2 separate regions of the Ovis aries genome follow, and region 1 is linked to region 2. The links are chromatin contacts, called in public Hi-C maps. All regions are on one chromosome and are shown on one strand. The core of a region is the stretch at or near the end of the contact, and the rest is flanking DNA. Distances in the headings are between cores, read along the strand shown. Region 1 overlaps EIF2AK4 (eukaryotic translation initiation factor 2 alpha kinase 4). Region 2 has its middle 7.3 kb from the start of FSIP1.

What was found. A called contact is a pair of places that touch in the nucleus more often than the background predicts.
Region 1: a contact with region 2 is called in a Hi-C map of tail adipose tissue, with 8 times the contacts expected there. The contact joins two enhancer-like sites. A contact is called at or near these places in 12 of 16 Hi-C or Micro-C datasets (blood, hypothalamus, liver and 6 more).

What each region holds. Positions count from the first base shown.
Region 1 is chr7:33,872,949-33,880,027 of ARS-UI_Ramb_v3.0, reverse strand. It overlaps EIF2AK4 (eukaryotic translation initiation factor 2 alpha kinase 4), which reads right to left. Exons shown (of 35, transcript XM_060418589.1): 24 at 6,265-6,314; 25 at 5,178-5,346; 26 at 3,778-3,894; 27 at 1,992-2,057. Among named protein-coding and RNA genes, the nearest start is that of SRP14, 29 kb to the left of the region's middle. Within about 2 kb of position 1,712, at least 8 of the 54 cell types and tissues checked have an H3K27ac peak or open chromatin away from gene starts, as enhancers often do.
Region 2 is chr7:33,660,218-33,667,079 of ARS-UI_Ramb_v3.0, reverse strand. No RefSeq gene overlaps it. Among named protein-coding and RNA genes, the nearest start is that of FSIP1, 7.3 kb to the right of the region's middle. Within about 2 kb of position 1,774, at least 4 of the 54 cell types and tissues checked have an H3K27ac peak or open chromatin away from gene starts, as enhancers often do.

The sequences.
Region 1 (7,079 bases), core at 463-2,962, 210 kb before region 2:
AGAATTCTTTAGGCAGGAATACTGGAGTGGGTGACCATGCCGTCCTCCAGGGGATCTTCCTGACTTAGGGACTGAACCCAGGTCTCTTATGTCTCCTGTGTTGGCAAGCGGGTTCTTTACCACTGAGCCACCTGGAAAGCCCACCAATGCCTATATTAGATACTAATTTTTCCATTCTGAACTAATCAAACACACAACTTTGAATTAACGCTTAATATCAAATGACTGGGCTTCCCAGGTGGTGCTAGCAGTGAAGAGTCCACCTGCTAAAGAAGGGACGTTAAGAGACACAGGTTCGATCCCTGGGTTGGGAAGATCCCCAGGAGGCGGGCACGGCAACCCACTCCAGTACTCTTGCCTGGAAGATCCCATGGACAGAGGAGCCTGGTGGGCTAGGGTCCATGGGCCTGCAGAGTCGGACACGACAAGCGGCTGAGCATACATGCACATCACATGACTAATGGGTAGAGATTCAGCAAAAAGCAAAGCAGCTGACATTTTAGCAACCAATGTGGCTATCTTGTGCAAGCGTGAAGTATTTTGAAATGTGATATTAGTTCAGAGAACCTTTTAGGCTTGAACCATTTTAAAGAGTCACTGAACTGGGCAGTTTCTTGGACAGATTCTTTGTGTTATTTATACATGGGACTATTTCTGCACATGGCTATGTGCTATGTACATATCTAGGGTATTGCATAAATACTGTCCTTTGTACTAGAATATTATGTCATTGAATCACTCTGTAGTTATTAATACCTCCTATAATAGTTAACATTTAAAATGCAATCTGGTCTAATTTCCAGAGTTCCTAGCGCTATGTATCTGGTTTACTTTCCCAACCTGCAAACTATTAATATTTGAGTGAGTTCTTTAAACTGTGACACCCCGTGAAAGTTGTGAGCTGAGGGTAGACACATACTGGATGGATGCCCTTATGGCTTTTAAAGGCCAATATGAAAGAAGAAGTTGAAAGCAGTCCATGGACTCTTCCACTGACCTCTCTCTACATCCCTAGCCCTGTGCCTGACACATGGTAGGCGCCCTAGAATCTGAATAACTCTGCCCGGCCTGCACACCATCATATTTTATTTTATCCCATAAGTGAAGTTTGCTCATCACCGTAGGGTTCCCAGGTGGCTCAGTGGTAAAGAATCTGCCTGCCAAGCAGGAGACATGGGTTCCATCCCTGGGTGGGGATGATCCCCTGGGGAAGGAAATGGTAACCCACTTCAGTATTCTTGCCTGGGAAATCCCATGGACAGAGGAGCCTGGTGGGACACAGTCCATGGGGCTGCAAGAGACTTAGTGGCTAAATGACAACAGGATTATGTAACTGAGTGTCAGACCAGGTCTAGAAGGGCTCTGGGAAAGTAAAAAAAAGAAAAAAAAAAAAAACACTTCTCTTAAATAAATATTCAGGAAAATGTAAGAAATCCCTGTTGTCTTTTGCTTTTCAGGGGCTCAGTTAAGTCAGAGTGACTGGCAAAGATCTGGGCCCAACCTCATGCTCGAAGAGAGAAACGACAAACCTATTTGCCCTGTGAGATTTTCCTCACTGCCAGTGAGATTTTAGGAGTAGGTAATGCCCCAGAAAAGCCAGAGCTATAATGCAGCTCTGAGGTGCTGGAAGACTAGGAGGTGGGGAGGCCTGTGAGGTGGAGCTCTGTGTCGCAAACGATCCTGAAGAATCTACTTCAGCAGAGGCCGAGCAGCGTGAGGTATGCTTGGCAGGAGGCTCCACCGAGCACAGCCTTGGCAAGGAGTGTGAAGAGAAGGATATGGTGTCAGGAAAACAGCATGGAGACGCATTCTTTGATCATGGCCCTGATTTCTCCTCCCCTAATTCCAGACGTTGCCATGGCAGCTACTTGAGGGAAAAACTGTCTGAGGTGGCGGGAAGCGCCGCTGCCTGACTGCAGTGAGAATTTGGCATTTTCTGGAATCACAGTGTTACAGGGACAGCCGTAATCACACCATTGAAAGATACTTACACTATTTGATGACAAGGATAGATTACAAAATTTAGCTTCCACTTCTCTCCTCGTCAGCTTTTCTGTCTAATGGAGAAGAAGGAGGTAACAATGAGAGTCACATTTGGCCTGAACAAGGTACAGTTTCCAGGCTAATTCTGACAGGCGTATCCTTCGTTTTGGACAAACTGCTCCTCATCACGAAAGATGGATTAACTGATTAAAAGACTTTTTTTCCCTCCACAATTCACATAGGCTATATAACTAACATTGTTTTAAAATGTGGGAAAGATTGAGGGTGAGAGAAGGGGGCAAAGAGGATGAGATGGTTGGATGGCATCACTGACTCAATGGACATGAGTCTGAGCAAACTCTGGGAGATAGTGAAGGACAGGAAAGTCTGGTGTGTTGTAGTCCACGGGGTCGCAAAGAGTTGGACACGACTGAGTAACTGAACAACAATTCCTGACAAAAAAGAATTAACAAGGGGAAAGCTGTACTTGCTGAATGGTGAGGTGACCCAGAGGAAGAGAGGCTTACCCAGGGGTGCTTATGCTAGAGTCAACTGATCCATATCCCCTAATGAAAGCCACGTGTGGACAGGCTCTGAGTGCCACCCCATGCTGCCAGGCAGCCTATAGAATATGAACAAGAGTGATGGGAAGCTCTCTGCACCATCCCTGGGCTTTCTGCCAGCCTCCCGCTGACACTCTGTTCTATCTGTCCCTGCCAAACAGCAGCAGCACTTTGGGAGGAGAAAAGAAACATGAAGAAGCAAACACTAAAGTTAGGACCCTTGATGTGTCCCAGGAAGATGAAATAAAAGCTGGTTGAGCTTTTTAGTGTACAAAAAACCGTCAACCATTATGAACTTCCCCAGCTTATCCTGTCTTAATTATAGGCTGTTTGGCACTGCTAGTGACTATATCTTCTTGATGTTATTATAAAAATAATATTTAACATGAAAAGAAATTAGAAAAGATAAGGAAGGATTCACCTCCACCCCAGCACCATAATATTTAAGATCTTCACTGTCCCTCCTTCAGGCTTTGCACAAATACCGGAGAGTAATAAAGACAACGATGTGGCTAAATTCGGAAGGGCAATGGGAGGTGATGCTGCCCCAGTCTCACATAAATGAGGTGATAAATGAGGCCCCAAGAAAAGTCTAAACCAGTCTCCCCCAGTCTATAAATGACTTCACTGATAAGCTCAGACAGGCTGGAAGAATTATGGGCAGGACATAAGTCTTTTACTATCAAAACTAATACTCCCTTTCTTGGCCTCTCTAAAGGACAATAACAGTGCTTGTGAGATTAACTTAGGCAAGTTAATCTTCATAAAGGGTTTAGAACAATGCTTGGCACATATATTCTGAGCACAGTGCATGCTTAGTAAGGGCTGACTATTTTTAAACTTATTACAGGCAAGTATCAGGACCAATTACTTAGTGATTTTTTTGCCTTAAGAAGCAAGTGAGTGAAGAAGTTTATTACCTTATAAATTAAATAAGATAATTCAATCTTCAGAAGTTACCCTTGCAAACAAACCATGGAGGTGTGCTACTAGGGACTAGTAGCACAAGGCTTAGTACAGGATAAAAGCTCAACCAATACTTGTTAACTATTGATAGAAAAACAAAAACAAAACTGTTGGTAGAATCAAAGCCATTGGTTCTTTTACCTCAGAGCAATGAGGGGAAGGAGATAAAATTCCCAATTCAGTTTTATGGTTACATCACTAAGAAAATTCTCATCAGCTATTATTATTATCCTTCAATATCAACTCAAAGGAATTAAATGCTTACCACAGCATCATACAGAATAACATAGACTTGGCTGAGTTTATCTTCTGGGATCCCACAGTGTAAGAGTATTGCTTTCAGTAACATGGTATGGTTCAAGTAAATACTGTAATTTCTTTCCTAGGATAGAGAAATTATTATTTTCATTATAAAAGCAACACAGGCACCTGACAAAATCTAGACTCTTATCCCCCATTTACCAAACTGACACAATGGAAGGAATGAATTCTAGCATATTGCCTTCTAGTTTACTTTTTCATATATATTCTTCTTACACTGTTGTGGTCAGAGTATAATATGTTAATAATTTAATCTTTATCATACACATCAGAAATACTTTCATCTCCAGCTACGTTCAAAAGCCTGAGCAAAGTGACACAGATTTCAAAGTGGGAGAAGACCTGGTTCAGTACTGACTGACCTATAAGCCCAGCTGGTGGAGTATAAGCGCACAGTCAAGGGCATTCACAGGGTGGTGAGCTGTGCGCTGAGCCAGGGGCAGTGGGCTGCACAGACAGTGGCCCTGAAAGAGCATCTCTGCCTGGAGGAAACAGCTGGCAACTAGCATGTGGGTACTCTCTCATGTGCTATGAGAGCTGAGAAGAAAAGGCGGCTGGCCCATCAGGGAGGTTGCAGGCAGGCTCCCGGGCCCCCACTGCAGCTGGGTAGAGAGGTCTATCTGGACAGGGGTGCACGGTGACTGATGGGAGGTCGCTGTGGAGAGAGTAAGAGGGGCGTGCAGCGGGGATGGGGAGGGAAGGCCGAGGAGAGCAACCACTGAGCGCACAGGAGCCTCCGCTGGCTGGGGAGTCCACAGAGACCACACAAAGCGAGGCCAGTTGTTAAGCGCCTGGGCAGGGACGTCCCTGGCAGGCCAGTGGTTAAGACTCTGGGCTTCTAATGGTGGGGGCTTGGGTGTGATCCCTGGTTGGGGAACTAAGGTCCCATATGCCATGCAGTGTGGCTAAAATTTTTAAAAATTAAAACCTGTTGCAAATCAACTAAACTTTGATTAAAAAAAAAAGAAAATGCATTCCATGTAATCTAAAGCAATAAAATAATCAGTACATATTTTTTAAAAAGAGCCTGGGCGTAGGAGGGAGCTGAGAGTTCCCAACATACTCAAAGTATCCTAGGACTCTTAGCTGAATTCCTCAAATTTTGGAATGCATGGAGAAACTATAGCTTCCCCACAACCGAAGAAACAAAAACAAAATTCATTCCTTTCTAGGCGGAGCTAAGAGCATGAGACGTCCCACAAGCGACATGAAGCCTTCCCAGGGGCTTGAGTGGCAGTGTGATTCCCGGCCACCACTTGAGGAGCTGCTCTATGGCCCCACGGAATCTGCTGAAGGACTCTGTTTAGCGGGATAACCTTGGGATGTTAGGGTCTGGGAAGGAACCTGAAGTGCTGGGAACTCCTGGATGATTTCGTAGATGGTGTAGATGATTTCAGCGGTGGGCAGCGAGCTGTTGGTAGTAGACGTGACAATATCAAATGCACACTCCAGAAGTTCTTTGGGATGAAATCGGTCCAATTTTCGAGGTCTGAACACACGTTCTATGCAATATCTGCGGAGAGAAGCCTGCATTTCTAAGGTCATTGCTTGCTGGAATTACATATGTGTAAGAGATTGTTGAATAAAAGAAATAATATGGAAAAATCAATCAGTAGTATGATTAAGAGAACAACATAAAGATAGATTTGCCCAGAATAGTCATGCTTTGTATCTAGGTTCCAGTTCCCAGTGTTGCCACTATTAAGCAATGGGGTTTATTTTTTTTTAAGTCTGAAATAGACATGAAATAACACAGAAAAACAAGTTTATCATAAGTGTTTGCTTTCTACACAGTGATGCCCACACTTTATGATTAGTAACTGTTTACTTGGAATTGAGAATAAAGGCATGTAAAAGAGCTTTTACTTTGTTTAGGAAAGGAGCTGCAAAGTCAGATGCCTCGCTGACATTGCTCCAATTTATGCAGATCTTGGTGTTTGCCCCTGTGGTATTTGAATGAAAACCTTTCCCCAGCGGTAAGTGCCTGGAGGTTCAGCACTCCTGCTGGGTTTCCTCCACTTCTCCACAAGCTGTTTTTATTCAGTTACCTGTGCAGGCAGTTTTCACACAGAGACCACCGGCCACTTGTCCTTTCAATTAAATTTTAAAAGGGGTCATCTGTGATCAAGAACAGCCAGATGTCTTTCGAAGCAACCATTTGTGACAGTACTTGGTCAAGTGGCTTGGGGACATTTAGAAGGCAGAGAAAAGACTGGGAGTCTCAGGCTGCCACCCAAATGCAACATTCCTACAAACAGGAGGATGCCAGTCTTGATCACAGAAAGGGGTACTGGCGCTGGGCTTTGTGACCATTTTCCAAGCTCAGTACTTTAAACTCCAAACACTTGACTGTGTAATGATCACAGTAGATGAAATACTCTTTTTGGGTTTCTTTCCCACGTGCACCAAATGAACCCCCATTTTTTCTTACCGCTTTAAATTCAATATATTATTTCTCGCCACATATCTTGCAAAAGGAACCTGAAAAATAAAGTTTCAAAGGTCAGTATCAAGAGGTGCCGACCACTACTCCTTTTGTTTTTTTAACCTTTGAGTTGTAAGTCACATACCATAGAGTTCACCCTTTTAAAGTTTACAATTCAGTGGTTTTGAGAATGTTCACAAAGCTGTGCACTGCTCGCCACTCACACTCCTTGGAATGTTTTTGAGTTGGTCAGTCAGCAGCTGATCTCACTGCTGGATATAACACCAACCTTATTCACTGTGGCATTTCTTAGGTTCTTAAGTTTGAGAAGAAAATCACTTTAGTGAAATATACTCTGCCAAATTTTATTCTGTGCAAGTTATGTGATGACCTGTGAATTTTTTTTTAAGTGTCACATAATACTGCAGTCAAAATGGGTATTACCTCTTACAAATTTCCTGACTTTCTCATAGATCTTACAGAAGAAATTCTTAATAACCACCCACTAATAATCACCACAGTTTATAAAACCATTATCAGATTGCTTCAAGAGATATGACGTGGTATCATTAACTAATAGGTCAAATTCTCAAAGGGCAATTATTTTTTATTTGGGGGGATTTAATATATTTGCTCCCAGAAAGAAAGCTAATGTTTAACAATCTGCATTTTAGTGTCCTAATGTCTAGACAATAAGGAGCCAGTTTTAAGTATAGTTATGTAAATATTTGCCCTTCTGTACTTTCTCTAACAGAGCCCAAATCTGATATGCTACCTACTCACCTCTCACTCAAAATAATCCCAAACCACCTGACTTACTG
Region 2 (6,862 bases), core at 525-3,024:
TTTTTCAAAACGATTTTTATTGGAGTATAGTTGATTTACAATGTTGTGTTAAGTTCTGCTGTACATCAAAGAGAATTACTTATACATATATCCACTCTTTCTAAGATTCTTTTCCTGTATGGTCATTACAAAGTATTGAGAAGAGTTCCCTGGCTTTTAGGGGCTTCTCTGGTGGCTCAGACAGTAAAGAATATGCATGCCTGCAATGCAGGAGACACTGGTTTGATCCCTGGGTTGGGAAGATCCCCTGGAGTAGGAAATGGCAACCCACTCCAGAGGAGCCTGGCGGACTACGGTCCATAGGATTGCAAAGAGCTGGACACAACTAAGCGACGCTTTCACTTTCCCTAGCTTTTAGTTTTTATTGGAGTATAGTTGAAGGTGTATTTATTAAAGCACTTTTAAGAATTACTGCTTTTTAAGAGTAAGTTTGCTTCAGAATAATGCTAGTTTGCTTCAGAAATTAATTTAAAACCCCCATGATATTATAGATAAATATGTATAAAATATAGAATGTAATAGATTAAACTATTCTAGAATTGTATTTATCATTAACCATATACTTTAAAAAGCTAAAGTGAAGGTAATATAAATTTCTTTGCAATAACTACTTCAGATCATTAGAATATTAGAAGATCTTAATTAATTTTAACTTATAATTTTCTCTGCCTCAAAGTTTATTCCTGTGGTAGCATTTGGCTTCTCTTTGCCTGCTTTGTATTTATATATGATTCACTGTAGGATATTAAAGCACAGTCCACAGACTTCTGTAGGAAATGATATGATCTCTATTTTGCAGATGGGAAAACTAGACGCACAGATGGCCCTAAGAGATGAAGCAAATTAGAGACAGAGCTAAAAACAGTACAGAAGGTATTAAGAACCAGCTCTTCCACTGCATCCTCCAAAGCACGGATGATCGTTATCATCTCTCATTATTATGACTATTTTTTGAATACCCACTTGGCACATATTATTAAACTATGCTGGAGACTGTATTAAAAGTCTTAATGCCTGACAGCTGTTTTTCTCAATGTTATTTCCCAAAGTTCCTTCTGCTTCATGATTTCCTGTTTCGTGATAGAGTCATTCAGTTCGAATAAATGTTAAGAAACTTACTGGAATGCCAAAACTGAGATCACTCAGCTGAGAGTACTCAGAGTCGTCATCTTCTGCCCCAGGTCCTCCTTGTTAATTCTGAGTCTGAAAGAAGTGAAAGTGAAAGTCACTCAGCCGTGTCTGACTCTTTGAGGCTCCGTGGGCTATACAGTCCACGGAATCCTGCAGGCCAGAATACTGGAGTGGGTAGCTGTTCCCTTCTCCAGGGGCTCTTCCCAACCCAGGGACTGAACAGGGGTCTTCTGCATTGCAGGCGGATTCTTTACCAACTGAACTATCAGGGAAGCTCTGAGTCTACCCTTAGTCTCTACCCTTAGTTTAATTTGAGAGTCATTGCCTTCACATCACTCTCACCCAGTGCTTAACCATATTCTTCCATGCAGGCATACAAAATGTTAACAAGATTCTTTCATTCATAACAGTAAGTATTATTGCATTTAACACGCATTATTGTGATGGAATATGTGTTTGAGACATGGTGCCTGCCCTCTGGACAGTTTAAGGGAGGAAAAAACCCACAAGAGACAGAGAGCAATAAATGATCAAATGCTGACAAAAGTGCTGAGGGAGGGACAATAAAAATTATCCTTCACCAAGAGTGTGCATCTTCCCCAGGGATCTTGTTTTCATGGATGGCAAATTTTTCTTTAAATCCAGGAAATTTCTTCCTCCATAAAATGCCCATTTACTTCATATATTCATAGCACTTAGAATTTGGAAGATCTTAGCCTAGTTATATACCACCTCTGTAATTTAATATGAAGAGATGGATGCCCAGGAGATTAAGCAATTTTTTTCAAGGCCATGGACCAGAACTCATGAGTTTCATAAATGCCTAATCCATAAACAAGATGTGTGGAGGGGAAACCAGTGCTTTAAAGTGTCTTTTCCATGACACTGAGAAGATGAAATATTTCTCTAACTAATGCTTTTCTTCCTGCTTTTATCATGAATAGATAGGTAACTACTACATATTAGCACTCAGAAATTCCCCTTAACTTCTGATGCTTACTATCTAAAATGAGCGGTGGTGAGGAGTTGGAGGGGATTACTATGACCATCTAGTGCCTGCCTCTGACAGGCTCTCCAAGCAAGTAGGTATGACTAGAGAAAGGCTGAAAAGCTCACTTGCTCAGAAATAGCTTGCTAGAGGATTTGACTCAGGGTAAGTGACCAACATAAAAGTAGACGAATGCAGGAATGCAAATGTGCCACCTGAATACAAAATTCCCATAAATTTGGGCCAAGTTACTGAGCGCCAAAGTATTGATGCTTTTGAACTGTGGTGTTGGAGAAGAGTCTTGAGAGTCCCTTGAACTGCAAGGAGATCCAACCAGTCCATTCTAAAGGAGATCAGTCCTGGGTGTTCATTGGAAGGACTGATGCTAAAGATGAAACTCCAGTACTTTGGCCACCTCATGCGAAGAGTTGACTCATTGGAAGACTCTGATGCTGGGAGGGATTGGGGGCAGGAGGAGAAGGGGACAACAGAGGATGAGATGGCTGGATGGCATCACTGACTTGACGGACATGAGTTTGAGTGAACTCCGGGAGTTGGTGATGGACAGGGAGGCCTGGCGTGCTGCAACTCATGGGGTCGCAAAGAGTCAGACACGACTGAGCTACTGAACCGAGCTGAACTGAACTAGATACATAACAAAAATAGTTCACAGTTTCCACAAAAATACCAAGTTATCTGCATCAAAACATATAAGATAAGTGAGCATTTAATGGATGACAGGTATGAAGTGAACCTGATAATTTACCTTTTTCATTCTTCTGCATAGATTAGAAGTTTGCTTTTTTTTGAAGCAAAAGTACTCATTAACAGTTGCAAGAAAACATTCAATACAGAATCTCAAGAACATTTTAATTTCTCTATTTCTACAATGTAAGGAAAAGTATTCAGAAGTTGCCTTCCCATTATTTAATAGATGGGTGTAAATTGGAGCCTGGAAAAGTGAAGAGGCTTGTCCTAGAATCAACAATAGAGGGAGATGTAAACCCAAATCTCATAAAACCTAAGCCATTTTCAACTCATTCTATTGCATTGTGCTGTAAAAATAGGGCACGCTGATTGTGGTTTTGCTCTGTTTAATTCTTTGTAGATCACAGAGGAGAAGACTGGTGGCTGTTACCACTGTCCAGATGTTTCTAAACAGGCAATTCTTGCTTATCTGCTTGATGAACATAGTTTTTTCTTATACCAGTATGAATACTGTGGAAATTCAGACTGGAACACATGAGCAGGTGGTTTCCAAAGACAGCCAAGTCTGCTAATGTCAGATATTCACAGACTCTTGGAGATGAAAGTAAGCTTAGAAATCGTTATCCTGCCTCTTATTTTACTAGATGGAGAAACAGATTGAGAGAAATTAAGAGACCAGGTCAGCTCGTTGCAGATTCTGGCTGAGAAAGCAGAGATGTGTAATTTAAAATGGTTTTGTGTGCCAGTGTTGGAGTTATGTAATACATTTTGATCCAAATTAGTATATTAATTCCAGTTTGTCTATGATGATAAAATGAAGAGAAAATAAATGCAGTTAAATAAGTAATGAATGATCAAATAAGAAAAAGGATTTAAACAAGAAAGCCAATAGTCATCAAAATAATGACTGGTTCCTAGTCTAACAAACTTTTGTCTGTTCAGATAGAAACATTATTTTGAATTTGAACTGCGAGAAAATATGTGTGAGGAGTGAGTGAGACCCCAAGAACATCAGGATGGCAGCCTGAGAGCTGCAATGAACACCCCTTGTGATTGTTCACCTTTGACTTCTTTATCTCTGAGATGTTAACTCAGAGAAGAAAAATTTTTCTTCGTTGTTACTGAAGATCTTTGAAGTTTGATCTGAATATATTTCAAATGTGCGATATAAATTTAACTTTTTTTATGTTAAATCAAAAGGCTTTTATAATAATAAAGTTTATAAGATTTTAATTCTAGAATACATTTTACTATACAGAGACCCAATTTAAAACAAAAAATGAACAAACAAAATACCCTATGGGGTCAGGGGGTCAGAGACCTAGCTCAGTTCAGAAGTGATTTGGAATCAGACAAGCATGAAGCATGACACCCGGTCCTTGGACTGTGTTCTGAAATTATGAGTTTCTGCTCAGGATTAATTGTTACATTGAAATTACTAAATTTCATTATCCACCGGCAGAGTCTCACATCCATATTCCTGGCAGGGGCCAAATGCCAGAAGCAGAACCGTATAATCTCAACTGTCATCCAGCAATGGAGACTGCAGCTAGCCTTGGGAAACTTCTGGCAACTCTTTAAATCTTTACAGGTACAGAATTGCTTCAGGTGACCAAACTGTGGAGCCAGCAGGATAAATCAGAGAATAAAATAGTCTGTTACTGTGAGAAATTTCAAGAAGAGAAATTTTCCCTTTCTGGTGAGAATGACTCACTTAGTGGAGCTGATTTCTTGAGGGCAGAACTGGGATGGCCCAACCCCACGGGCCAAAAATTTTTTTTTCTGGATTTTAGAATGTATCTTTATTCTCTTTATTTTACTACTTTTTAAATAATTAATTTTTAAAAAGTTTTGGTCACTCTTTGTGGCATTGTGGGATCTTAGTTCCCTGACCAGGGATCAAAGCCACATATCCTGCATTGGACCTGCACTTTCTGCCTTGAAAGTCAGGATCTTAACCACTGGGTTGCTGGGGAAGTCCCTATTTTACTATACAAACACCTGTTAGCTCTCTGGGGGCTTCCCAGGAGGCTCAGTGGTAAAGAATCCGTCTGCAATGCAGGAGATGAGAATTCGGTCCCTGGGGCAGGAGGATCCCTTGGAGAAGGAACTGGCAACCCACTGCAGTATTTTTGCCTGAGAATTTCCATGGACAGAGGAGGACTTGAGGACACGACATCAAATTGGCTTTCTGGGCCATAAATGTATAGCTGCAGTGTGTGTGTTTGTGTGTTGATTTTTATGTATCTCCACAGCATCCTGGCACAGTTCTCCCCCCCGCCCCCCTCCCCCCCACACACTGACACTCATATCGCTTGAACAAGTTAAACATGATCCCATGACAGTGCATGGGTTAACTCTTTTCACTTAAAAAATCAAAGGGTATCATTATGTATTTGGGCTACCAGATATTGTGCAGTAGTAGCAAGCTTCTCTCGAACTCACAGGGACTTTTAAAATGGGGACATCCTCTGACTGGCACTTGATTCTGTATGTGTGTGCGCTCAGTTGCTCAGTCGTGTCTGACTCTTTGCGGCCCCATGGACTGTAGTCTGCCAGGCTCCTCTGTCCATGGGCTTCTCCAGGGTTGCCATTTTCTGCTCCAGGGGATCTTCTTGATCCAGGGATAGAACCCAGTCTTTACCGCTGAGCCACTGGGGAAACCCCTGATTCTCTATTGCATTGCATAATAGACAGAGTAAGGAGAGGGTTCAGAATCAAGGAAGCTGGAGGTGAGAACATTCTCATTTCTAGCTTACTCTTTACAAAGGGAGTACTGAATGTCTGTGTTCAGAGCCCCTGGATTGCCCAGATCCAGGGGTCTCTCTGGTTCCTTTCAGAGCAGCAACCTTATCACTATTTATTCTTTAAAATACAAACTTGAGTCAGTGTTTTTCAAAGCATGCTCATCGTCATACTGCACCAAAATCACTAGTGTTTGTTAAAATGAAGATTCCTGGACCTACTAATTCAGAGAATAGGGACTAAAATCAACATTGTATTTATTTATTTAGTTTTCAAACTTTAAACTTTTTATTTTGCATTGGGGTATAGCCAATTAACATTAAACTACCAATGTTATGGTAGTTTCAGGTGAACAGTGAAGGGACTAAGCCATACCTATACATTTATCCATTTTCCCCCACACTCCTCTCCCATCCAGGCTGGCACATAACTTTGAGTTGAATTCCATGTGCTATATAGTAGGTCTTTGTTGGTTATCCGTTTTGAATATAGCAGTGTGTAAATGACCTTCCCAAACTCTTTAAACATCCCTTTGCCTACCGGCAAGTTCATTTTCTGTGAGTCTCTTTCTGTTTTGTAAGTAAGTTCATTTGTATAATTTCTTTTTAGATTTCACATATAAGGGATTACATATGATATTTTTCCTTCTGTGTCTGACTTACTTCACTCAGTATGACACTCTCTAGTTTCATTCATGTTGCCGCAAATGGCAAAAATCAACATTTTAAATAACATCTGAAATGATCCTTATGAACAACAAAATCTGAGAACCCATTTTTAGCAGATTTATTTCATAGCTTTTAAGTACTGAAAAAAGAACTAAACACATACTAAGTGCATTTTTACTGTGAATAAAAATAGGATTACTTGTTCCAGAACTTGATTTTTGCTGTTTAAGCCTTGATTTACTCCCCTGGTCTTGCCTCTTGATTACGTGGGTAGTGTTGTGGCCAAGCAGGACCAGGAGGAACAGGAGAGAGTGGAGTTTGGGTAAAAGGGTATATGAAATAAAACATGGACTTTTATAGAAAGTCTGCAGGTTTTATAGGAATACAAATAGGTGAGAACTTTAGTCTCTCAAAATTATCAATGGTTATTTGATATTAGGTATCAAATAATAGGAGCCTGGCATGCTGCAGTCCATGGAGGTCCCAAAGAGTCGGACACGACTTGGTGACATGACTTGGTGACTGGCCAATAACAATTTTATAATATGGAGAGCTTCCCAGGTAACTCAGCAGTAAATAATCTGCCTGCAATTTAGGAGATGCAGGAGATGCTGATTCCATC